2 separate regions of the Mus musculus genome follow, and region 2 is linked to region 1. The links are chromatin contacts, called in public promoter capture Hi-C maps. All regions are on one chromosome and are shown on one strand. The core of a region is the stretch at or near the end of the contact, and the rest is flanking DNA. Distances in the headings are between cores, read along the strand shown.

Region 1 (4,141 bases), core at 976-3,475:
AGCCTTCATCAGGCGAAGATGACAGAAGCAGAAGCTGGAAAGACAGCTCTTGTAATCACATGCTTGTTGCCTGAGGACCACAGTTGCATCTGAGTTGGATCCCATATAGTGGCAATGCTAGTTCTGGGAAGGCAGAGACAGAACATCTGGGGCTCATTGACCAAGTAAGTTTAGTGGAAATCCCATGTGTTCCAAGTTCAATGATATATATTCTCAAGAAATAATATGGACAGTCACCCATAGTGAGAATTCTGGAATTTTGGTTTCCTTAGAAAACGCAGAAATAGTTCTAAGGATTTGTTTTTATTTTAATCCCAAGTGGTGGGATATGGGGGATGCTTCAGATTATCCTCAGCAGCTGACTGAGATTTGTCTCGTGCTCTGGCGGAGTATGATTTTGCTAGCTGCAGATAGTTTAGGCACTTGTGTGGCGTTTGGAATTCTGGGAACTTTTCAGAGGGTGTATAAATGCTAGGATCCCAAGAAGCAGGGTGGGCTGTTGATTGGTTGGTGTTGGCTGCAGTTGGTTAAATAGATATGAGCAAAGAAAAAATTAGTTATCTTGACAGCAAAGCTCAAACTTGCCCCAATCAGCAAGAAGGACTAATAATAATGTTGCCCCTTTCCAACCCCTGACTTTATTCTGGGATCTCTTTCCTTTCCTTTCTCCTTTCCTCTCTATCCATTTTTCTCTCTTATCTAGTGTTAGAGGGTTGAAAGTGTGGAAGGAAAGGTATGGAGAAGGGTGGAAGAAAGAAGAACCCACTAAGTAGCCAAAAACAGCTACAGTCACCTCTGGTCTCTATCAGCACCCAGACACAAGAAAATGCACACACACACACACACACACACACACACACACACACACACACACACACTGTTAGAAAGGACAGATGTACAAAGTCCCCGTGGCAAGAGGAAGCATCAATTTTCCTGAGGGTGCAGTGGGAGGGATCATGACTAGTGATCTTAGCGCATCCGGGTGACAAGGAAGAAAGCATTAGTCTCTTAAAGAGCCTCACGATAGTTAATGGGGCAGGAGTGCAGACTTAGTGGTATTAAGAGAGCATCCATGATGGGCTAGCCGTGGGGGAGAACAAGGATAATTCCAGATCTCTGGTTAGTCCAGCACAGAACGAACCCAAGCCTTGGGCAGCTAACGAAAGAGGCCAGGAAGGAGGATGGGCTGGCTGAGGCCTGACAGGAGCGTGGCCTGTAAAATAGAGGAAGATGGGCAAGCCAAGAACTAGCGGGAGGGTGGCCTGGGAAGTAGTAGGAAAACTCTGAGAGGAGCCAAGAAGGGGAAAGCACTCTGAAAGAACTGATCTCGCCTGGTTAGAGCCAAGCCTGGAGAGGACTTAGCGGAGATGGGGGTGGGGTATGGGGGCAGTGTCCCTGTCCTGGAGTTGTCTAGGCAGTAAGTTACTTCGAGCTTAAAGAGCAGAACCGCTGAGCAAGGACAGGTGGTCGCTTTAGGGGGCGCTCAGGGCAGATAAGTGGGTCTGTGTCAGTCAGGACGGGGGGGGGGGGGGGGGGGGTAAGGAGTCAAACGACAAAAGAAGACTCCAGGCCAGCCACACAGAGCAAACAGAGAGCTGGAGTGCGAGGGGACTGGGAGGATCTGGGTACAGAATCTGTGTCACCCCGGGACGTAGCAGAAATAGTGAGTGCGGGAGGTGGGGAGGTAGGTGCTAGAAGGCTGCATGGGAAGGGGTGCGAGAATGGGGCAGAAGATAGGTGGGGCAGGTAAAGGAGGTGGGGGGGGGCAGTAGAGGGGGTGAAGAATGAGAAGTGACCGGAGGATAGAGGGCCAAGGATAGTCGGAGGGGCAGTGTAGTGCAAAGATTCATGGGTGGGGAAGTGAGAAGAGCAGGGTCGGAGGGACTGTGGGGTGCGCCGGGGTTGGTGGGCGGGACAGGATCGAGGGGGAACTGAGAATGAAAGGACAAGGTGCAGGGAAGGATCCTAAGGCTAGTGAAGAGGCAGAGGAAGTAAGTGGAAATAGAGAAGACAGAGAGAGACAGACTGGACTACATCTGAGGGGCAATGAGGAGTGGTTGGAAGGATGGAGCAGGATATGGGCAGGACGTAGGCAGAGGGGGAGTGGGGGAGGAGGAGATGGGAGGATCCACAGGACGGATGGGTAAGGCAGCGTCCACGGAACACGGGGGCTGCGTAGAGAATGGTCGGAGGGAGGATGGGCGGGGCAGGGTTCGAGGGGCAGTTGTGGGTGGGGATGGGGGAGGTGGGCGGGACAGCGGAGGATGAGTCCCCGGCCTAGTCTAACTCCACTTTTTCTTCTTCCGCACAGCGGGTTTCCGCTTCCCTCCAGGGCGGTGGGTGAGGCAGTGAGGCCCAGGCTCGACCAGATAGCGCCGCTATGTGGCCCCCGGACGCAGAGCCAGAGCCCGATCCAGAGTCCGCGCATGGCCCCCGAAGTGGCAGGACAGTGCCGGGACTCCGAGCCCTGTTGCCCGCGCGCGCCTTCCTCTGCTCTCTCAAAGGCCGCCTCCTGCTGGCCGAGTCGGTGAGTGCGTGTGCTCCCCGGGTGCGTGAAGCCCGGTACCCGCGCCCCAGCCTGGGGCCTTGCACCTCCAGCCCAGGAGAATTTGGACCACCGCCCCCAAGCTTGCTACGACTTCTCTGTAGCGGAGCTCGAGTCAGAATCAGGCCCGAGCCGTGTTCTTCCCGGATTCTCCAGTCTGCGAGGCCCTCGAAAGGGACCAGAAGTCAAGGGTTTGGGGTCCTGGTCCCCGCTGGAGCCGCAGCTCGGCTGCTGTGTGACCTCGAGCGCCTCCGCCCTCTCTGAGTCCCCGGGACTGCTGCGCTCGCTAAGCTTCTTCTGGCCTCGCCCGCCCTGCACACCCTCCCACCTCCTAGGCTGAGACCTAGCCGCCTGTGTGGTGAAGATCCTACGGAGTGGGATGTGCCCCCGGGGAGTGGGTGAGGCAGGGGCCACGTAGTGAAGACACAGGCGGACCACTGTTTCAGGGTGGCGAGCCTGCGGGGTGACTTCATGCCCTCCTTCCCCCCTCCCGCGCTGTACTCCTTCCTCCTCCCTGCTTGTCCCCACCCGGATAGGAAGGTCTCCTTTGTCCTCCCAACACTCATCATCACGTGTGGGGCGGGAACTGGCATGGAGCCTATGGAGATGGGGAGAGGGGTGGGAGGAGGGACGGTGGAAGGAGGAAACAGACCATAGTGACAGCCACTTGTTGCTCAGATACCTAGCAACTTAATATCCGACCTGCTCCCACTTCGAGTTGGGGATAGGAGAGACAGTGTCTTTAACTGCTAGGAAACTTGGCAGGTGACTCATCCAGTGACCTTGAGGATATCCTTGAGGGCAAAAGGGGGGTTCTGCCCCAGGACCTCTCCGTTGTACCCCAGGACCTACTAAGGAGCATCAACCCTGAGGTCTCCGGTAGAACCTAATACTTTGTTCCTAAATGAGGTGCCAAGCGGACCTAGAGCCCATTTTCTGGCCGTTTCAGATCTCTGGAAGCCTCTGGGAGGCGTGGGGCGGGTCTTTGAATCTACTGGCCACTGGCTTCAGTCCTACCTGCCCAGTACCCCTTCATGGAAAAGGAGTGAGTGCCAACCAGAAGTCACAAGATGTCCTTGCCCTAGCTGGGTGCCAGAAAGACAGGCCTAAGAAAATATGAAGGGTAGTAAGCTCATAGGGTATAGGGGAGCCTCCCCCAGTCATTCCTCCCCCTTGGTCTCATGCAAGTAGGGAGTCTGACCTGGATAGAAAGCTGGAGGAAGAAGCAGCCACCAAGAACTGGGGAGTGAGAAAACAGGAGTGGGGGAGGGAGGAGGTTGGGGCAGGGGAGTGCCACCAGAACCAGACTTTTTCTTTTTTTTTTTTTTTCAAATTTATTTATTATATGTAAGTACACTGTAGCTGTCTTCAGCCAGGCCAGAAGAGGCGTCAGATCTCATTATAGATGGTTGTGAGCCACCATGTGGTTGCTGGGATTTGAACTCAGGACCTGGGGAAGAGCAGTCAGTGCTCTTGCCTGCTGAGCCATCTCGCCAGCCCAGAACCAGACTTTTTTGAGGGGAATGGGTACAGAAAAGAGGAGAGCCATACGAGCAGCCTTTGGCAAGGAAATACAGTAGGAGCTGATAGCAACCT
Region 2 (4,163 bases), core at 926-3,425, 1.0 Mb after region 1:
ACACACACACACCACGCACACTGAACTCAGGGGCCTTGTTGTACAGATAAAAACATGCAATGAGTTTTCTAAATGAAGAAGAGGTTCTGAATCTCGTTTTTGAACACGCCAGGCCTGGTCCCACTGTGAAGAAGGGTCTAGAGTAAGAGAAGTATCGTCTGCTCTCTAGCCTTATACATGCATGGATTTGTGATACTGGGGATCGAACCCAGGGCCTTGCACATACTAGGCAAAGTGCTACCGTCTCCGTCATCACCTTATTCCTGGCCACGGATTTTCATTAGTATTGCGGGTAAGTGGACTCAGTTCCACACCCCTTTCTCCCTGGTCTGTCTAAACAGTTGCAATTCTGCACCCTTTTCTCTGTAGTCCGTATACTAAATGCCAGGTGACCTCAGACTGGGCAAGCTTCCTCCAGACCCCTCTGAACAGAGCAGTAGAAGAACACAAAGTAGACTACGCAGAAAACTCTGGAGGTGGGCAGTATGCTGCATTCTTCCAGCTGTGGTCTTAAAGAGCTGGGGCTCTGCCTGGCCACTGGCCACTCCCCAGGCCAAGTTTCGCCGACCCCCTCCTGACTGCACTTGGAGGCAGGGCTGGCTGCAACGCGAGGAATGCAGTTTAGAGGCCTGGAGCCTAGGGCACATTCCAGGGGAGACCCCGGGGCTAAGGGCCATGTTTACGCAACCCCGCGCCCAATTGTGGCACCCCATCAACTCCCTCCCATCTCCCTCACAGCTCCCAGCTAACCCGCAGGTCAGGAACCCTGGGGGGTGGTAGTGTGTATGCCTCTGGGAGTCCTGGCCCGGAAAAAGCAAGCCGGAAAGGGATGCCTGCGGGGAGGTGGAGGGGAGGCCAGCAGGAGGGGAGGGGTGGTCCTGCTGGACATACGGAAAAATGCCTCTCTAACTGAGCAAAGTCGGCCTAGGAACGTCGGCAACTAGGGTAGGCCAGCGGTTTAAAATTAGACTGATCCACCCCCTCCCTTCCAGGCGTAGGCCACCAGCGGCGGGCCTAAGGGACCATGGGGGCGGTGACGCAAAGGGCTTTCCCACCCGGGCAGCCTCCCATGAGCGCACGGCCGCTTCCAAGGGACTCCTCTCATCCTGGCTGGGACTCCAGTCTTCAACAGCGCTGGAGAGACTGTATTCCAAGGACCCAACCCAGCCGGTAGCCTCGATCCCTTCTATGATTGCTCCCTAAACCCGCCCCTCTTTGGGGCCCCGCCCCCGACTACCTGGAGCAGGTGGAAGTCTGTCCCTTCCCAACTCCACTTCCCCAATCCGCTACAACCACAGCAGCAACCCTGGCAAAGAGGCAGCGAGGGGACTCCAAGCACCTCTTCAGGAGGGCCTAACTTTCAAGGGAAGCCCGAGTGGAACAAATCACAAACTCTCATTTGGCTTCTATACTGTCCCCTCAACTTGAGTCTCCCCCTGTAGGCAGAGGAGCATAGACCTTAGGACCCCGGCCGGAGACTTTTCTGGAGGCGAGCACCCGCCCGTGACGATCTCTCTCCTAGAAGCACTGTCTGTCCACCGCCCACCTCAACCTCCGCAGCGCCCCTCACCTTAAGAGGCGCCCCCAGGAGTCGGTGCAGAGCAGGGATCTGCGCACTCAGGGGCAGAGCCCCGTCCAGGCTGCAGGTGGGGGCCCGGCGTGGTTCCGGGAAGTTGGCACAAGCGAAAGGGTCGGTGTCTTCCAGGTACTGCACTCTCACAGTTACCACGGATACTGGGTCCCCATCCCCGCGCTCTTCCTCGCCCGCCATGGCTCTGCCACCGGCTACCGCTGGACGCCTCTTGTGTCCCCTGCAAATGCTGCAACTTCAACTCGACTAAACTTTGCTGTTAGGGCCGGGCCAGGCTGGGCCGGACGCTCGCGGCTCGAGGGGCGGAGCCAGATGAAGGTAGGACCAAGGAAGGGGGTGGAGCCAAGACTGAGCGGCGAGCGCGCGCTCGGGGTTAACCACCGCCGGAGGCGGCGCTTGGGCCAGCCACTCAGAGAGCTGGTGATCCCGTTAGTTCCATTGCTAGGAGGGCGGGAAAACCCGAGCTCCCGCTCCGCCTCAGAGCAGAGGGCGGGGAGACTTTCTTTAGATTTGGTATGGGCGAGGCTGCAGCGGATCTTTGTAAGGATTTTTAGGGCAGATGGGGGGGGGGGGGTAAATCTCTTCGGATAATCTGGGTAGCTGGGCCACTCTCAAGGGACGAGATGGGACTAATTGCTAGCTTGAAAGACAAATGAAAGCATTTCTCTCATTTGGGGAAAGCAGTAAGAAGAATCTCTTTCAATGTGGAATAAGAAGTGGAAATAGATTTTATATTTGAAAGAAGAGGTGGATTCAGTCCCCTTTAGCTGTGGGGGCAAAAAAAAAGAGGACGGGTGCTCTTTCTCGAAAAAGAATGGGATGAGTCACTGTGAGGAGGCAGGTAGCACATGTTTTTTCGGCTTGGGTGATGAATGAAAAGTGGAGACATTCTTCGGTTTGGGGCGAGATGAGTCAAATGCCCCAAGTTGTTCCTAATTTAAAGGGAATTCCATAAGGTCCTCTCAGATCCATGGAATAGGCAAACAGTTCCCTGTAGTTTGAAGGAAAGGGAAGGCGGCGCCTCTGGGCTCTGGAGAGATGAGGAATAGCCAGCTTTTCAGCCTGGAAAGAGCCGGGTCCGTCCCGGCCTTGAGGTTTCTGGGTACGTTGAGAGCACCGTTGTCCATTAGGCTTTCTGGGTGTGCCCAGTGCGCGTGCGCAGCTGTGGTCCGGTAGGGGGGTCCCAGGTTTTGGAGATCGTGCTGGAAGGCGGCAGCGCACCGCCCCCTGCGGTTTTCTCAGCTTAGCACTGGGACCCGCAGCCTGAGCACCTGGGACGGGTGGCCCGCTGCTGGGCGGTGTTCTGCAGTAGCTGCGCTTGTCTCTGCTTCCCGAGACCCCCGTCCTTCTTGGTGCTCCGGGACGCGGTGGCTGGTCACCTTTCTGAATCCGGAGGAGAGGCGGTTTAGGAGAGCACACTCGAAAGAGTGGGTTTCAGGACTCGAGGGGTTAGGAGGGTTATGCTGGGGAATTTCCGGAGATGAGATTAACCTAGAAGAGATGGAGGAGGGGATCCTAACTGCTAGGATCCTGGGCAGGGTCTCGGGGTCCGGACCTGGCCTGGGGGTATCGGAGCTCGGATTGGGGGGAGTGAGCCCCACGTGCCTGTGACGCGGGGGCGCCGGGTAGGCGGCGGCAGCGGCGGCGGCGGCGGCGGCAGCGACGCGGGGCCGGCGGCCGTGCAGTGCCCGGAGGACAGCAAGATGCTGAGCGCCGCACTGCTTCTTCTGCCCGGGTTGCCCCTGGCGGGGGCGGGGGCCACAGAAGAACCCACCCAGGAGTCCGGGCCGTTGGGTGAGCCTCCTCCAGGCTTGGCGCTCTTCCGCTGGCAGTGGCACGAGGTGGAGGCGCCCTACCTGGTGGCCCTGTGGATCCTGGTGGCCAGCTTAGCCAAAATCGGTGAGTGTGTGTGTGTGTGTGTGTGTGTGTGTGTGTGTGTGTGTGTGTGTGTGTGTGTTCGCGCGCCCGCACGCCAGGCTAGCGGCCCGCAGAGGACCCGCCCCCAAGCCCCTAGGTCTCCAGATTTGCGTCTTGCATTGTGCGGGGACTTAGGCTCCAATTCCACAAATCTGGGTTCTCTCCCATTTCCTGCTCTCTTGTGGGTCTCCCTTCTTGGTTGGTAGTTCAGGGGATTTGCCTTCCTAAGAGCTGCCTGTCGCCGCTCTCCTCTCACCGTTCCATCCTTAGACTCTTTCCCCCAGTTTCCCCTTCCCCTTGCAGTTAGCTCTCCTCAATAAACGTCAGTAAGGCCTCTCCTCCAGACGTCCAGCTTCTCAGAAACCTGTCAGCAATGAGGACGCAAGGGGACACTGAAGGGATGATATTCTCCTGGAAACCCTAGGCATTCTGGTTCTGAGAAATTTTCCTGCCCTGGAGAGACGGCCAAGAGTCTGAGATTTTAATATCTCCTGAGATAGCTAAAAGGCCACTTTTCCTATAGCATATCTCTCTACTCCACTTAAAGCTGTTGCCACCTTCTATAGCCCATTTGCAACCTCACCCTCCAATTCACATTCCTCTTTTCGATGTTTAAAAAACTTGCGTTTATTGGATCTTGACTGTGTGCTGGCTA

Evidence for each region. Promoter capture Hi-C pulls out the DNA fragments that hold promoters and counts their contacts.
Region 2: a promoter capture Hi-C map of stem cell-derived epiblast-like cells shows a contact between it and region 1, with 5 times the contacts expected there. The contact joins the promoter of Slc9a5 here to the promoter of Cmtm3 in region 1. A contact is called at or near these places in 3 of 39 promoter capture datasets (hippocampal neurons, pre-B cells and stem cell-derived epiblast-like cells) and 1 of 115 datasets of contacts at active chromatin or transcription factors (extraembryonic endoderm stem cells).

The regions. Positions count from the first base shown.
Region 1 is chr8:104,338,369-104,342,509 of GRCm38.p6, forward strand. Cmtm3 (CKLF-like MARVEL transmembrane domain containing 3) reads left to right here and starts at 2,226. Exons shown (of 5, transcript NM_024217.3): 1 at 2,226-2,527. The coding sequence starts at 2,381.
Region 2 is chr8:105,346,083-105,350,245 of GRCm38.p6, forward strand. Slc9a5 (solute carrier family 9 (sodium/hydrogen exchanger), member 5) reads left to right here and starts at 2,176. Exons shown (of 16, transcript NM_001081332.1): 1 at 2,176-3,490. The coding sequence starts at 3,295. Fhod1 (formin homology 2 domain containing 1) reads right to left here and starts at 1,888. Exons shown (of 22, transcript NM_177699.4): 1 at 1,571-1,888. The coding sequence starts at 1,771. Gm46049 (a long non-coding RNA gene) reads left to right here. Exons shown (of 4, transcript XR_003947441.1): 2 at 113-292; 3 at 370-756; 4 at 993-1,574.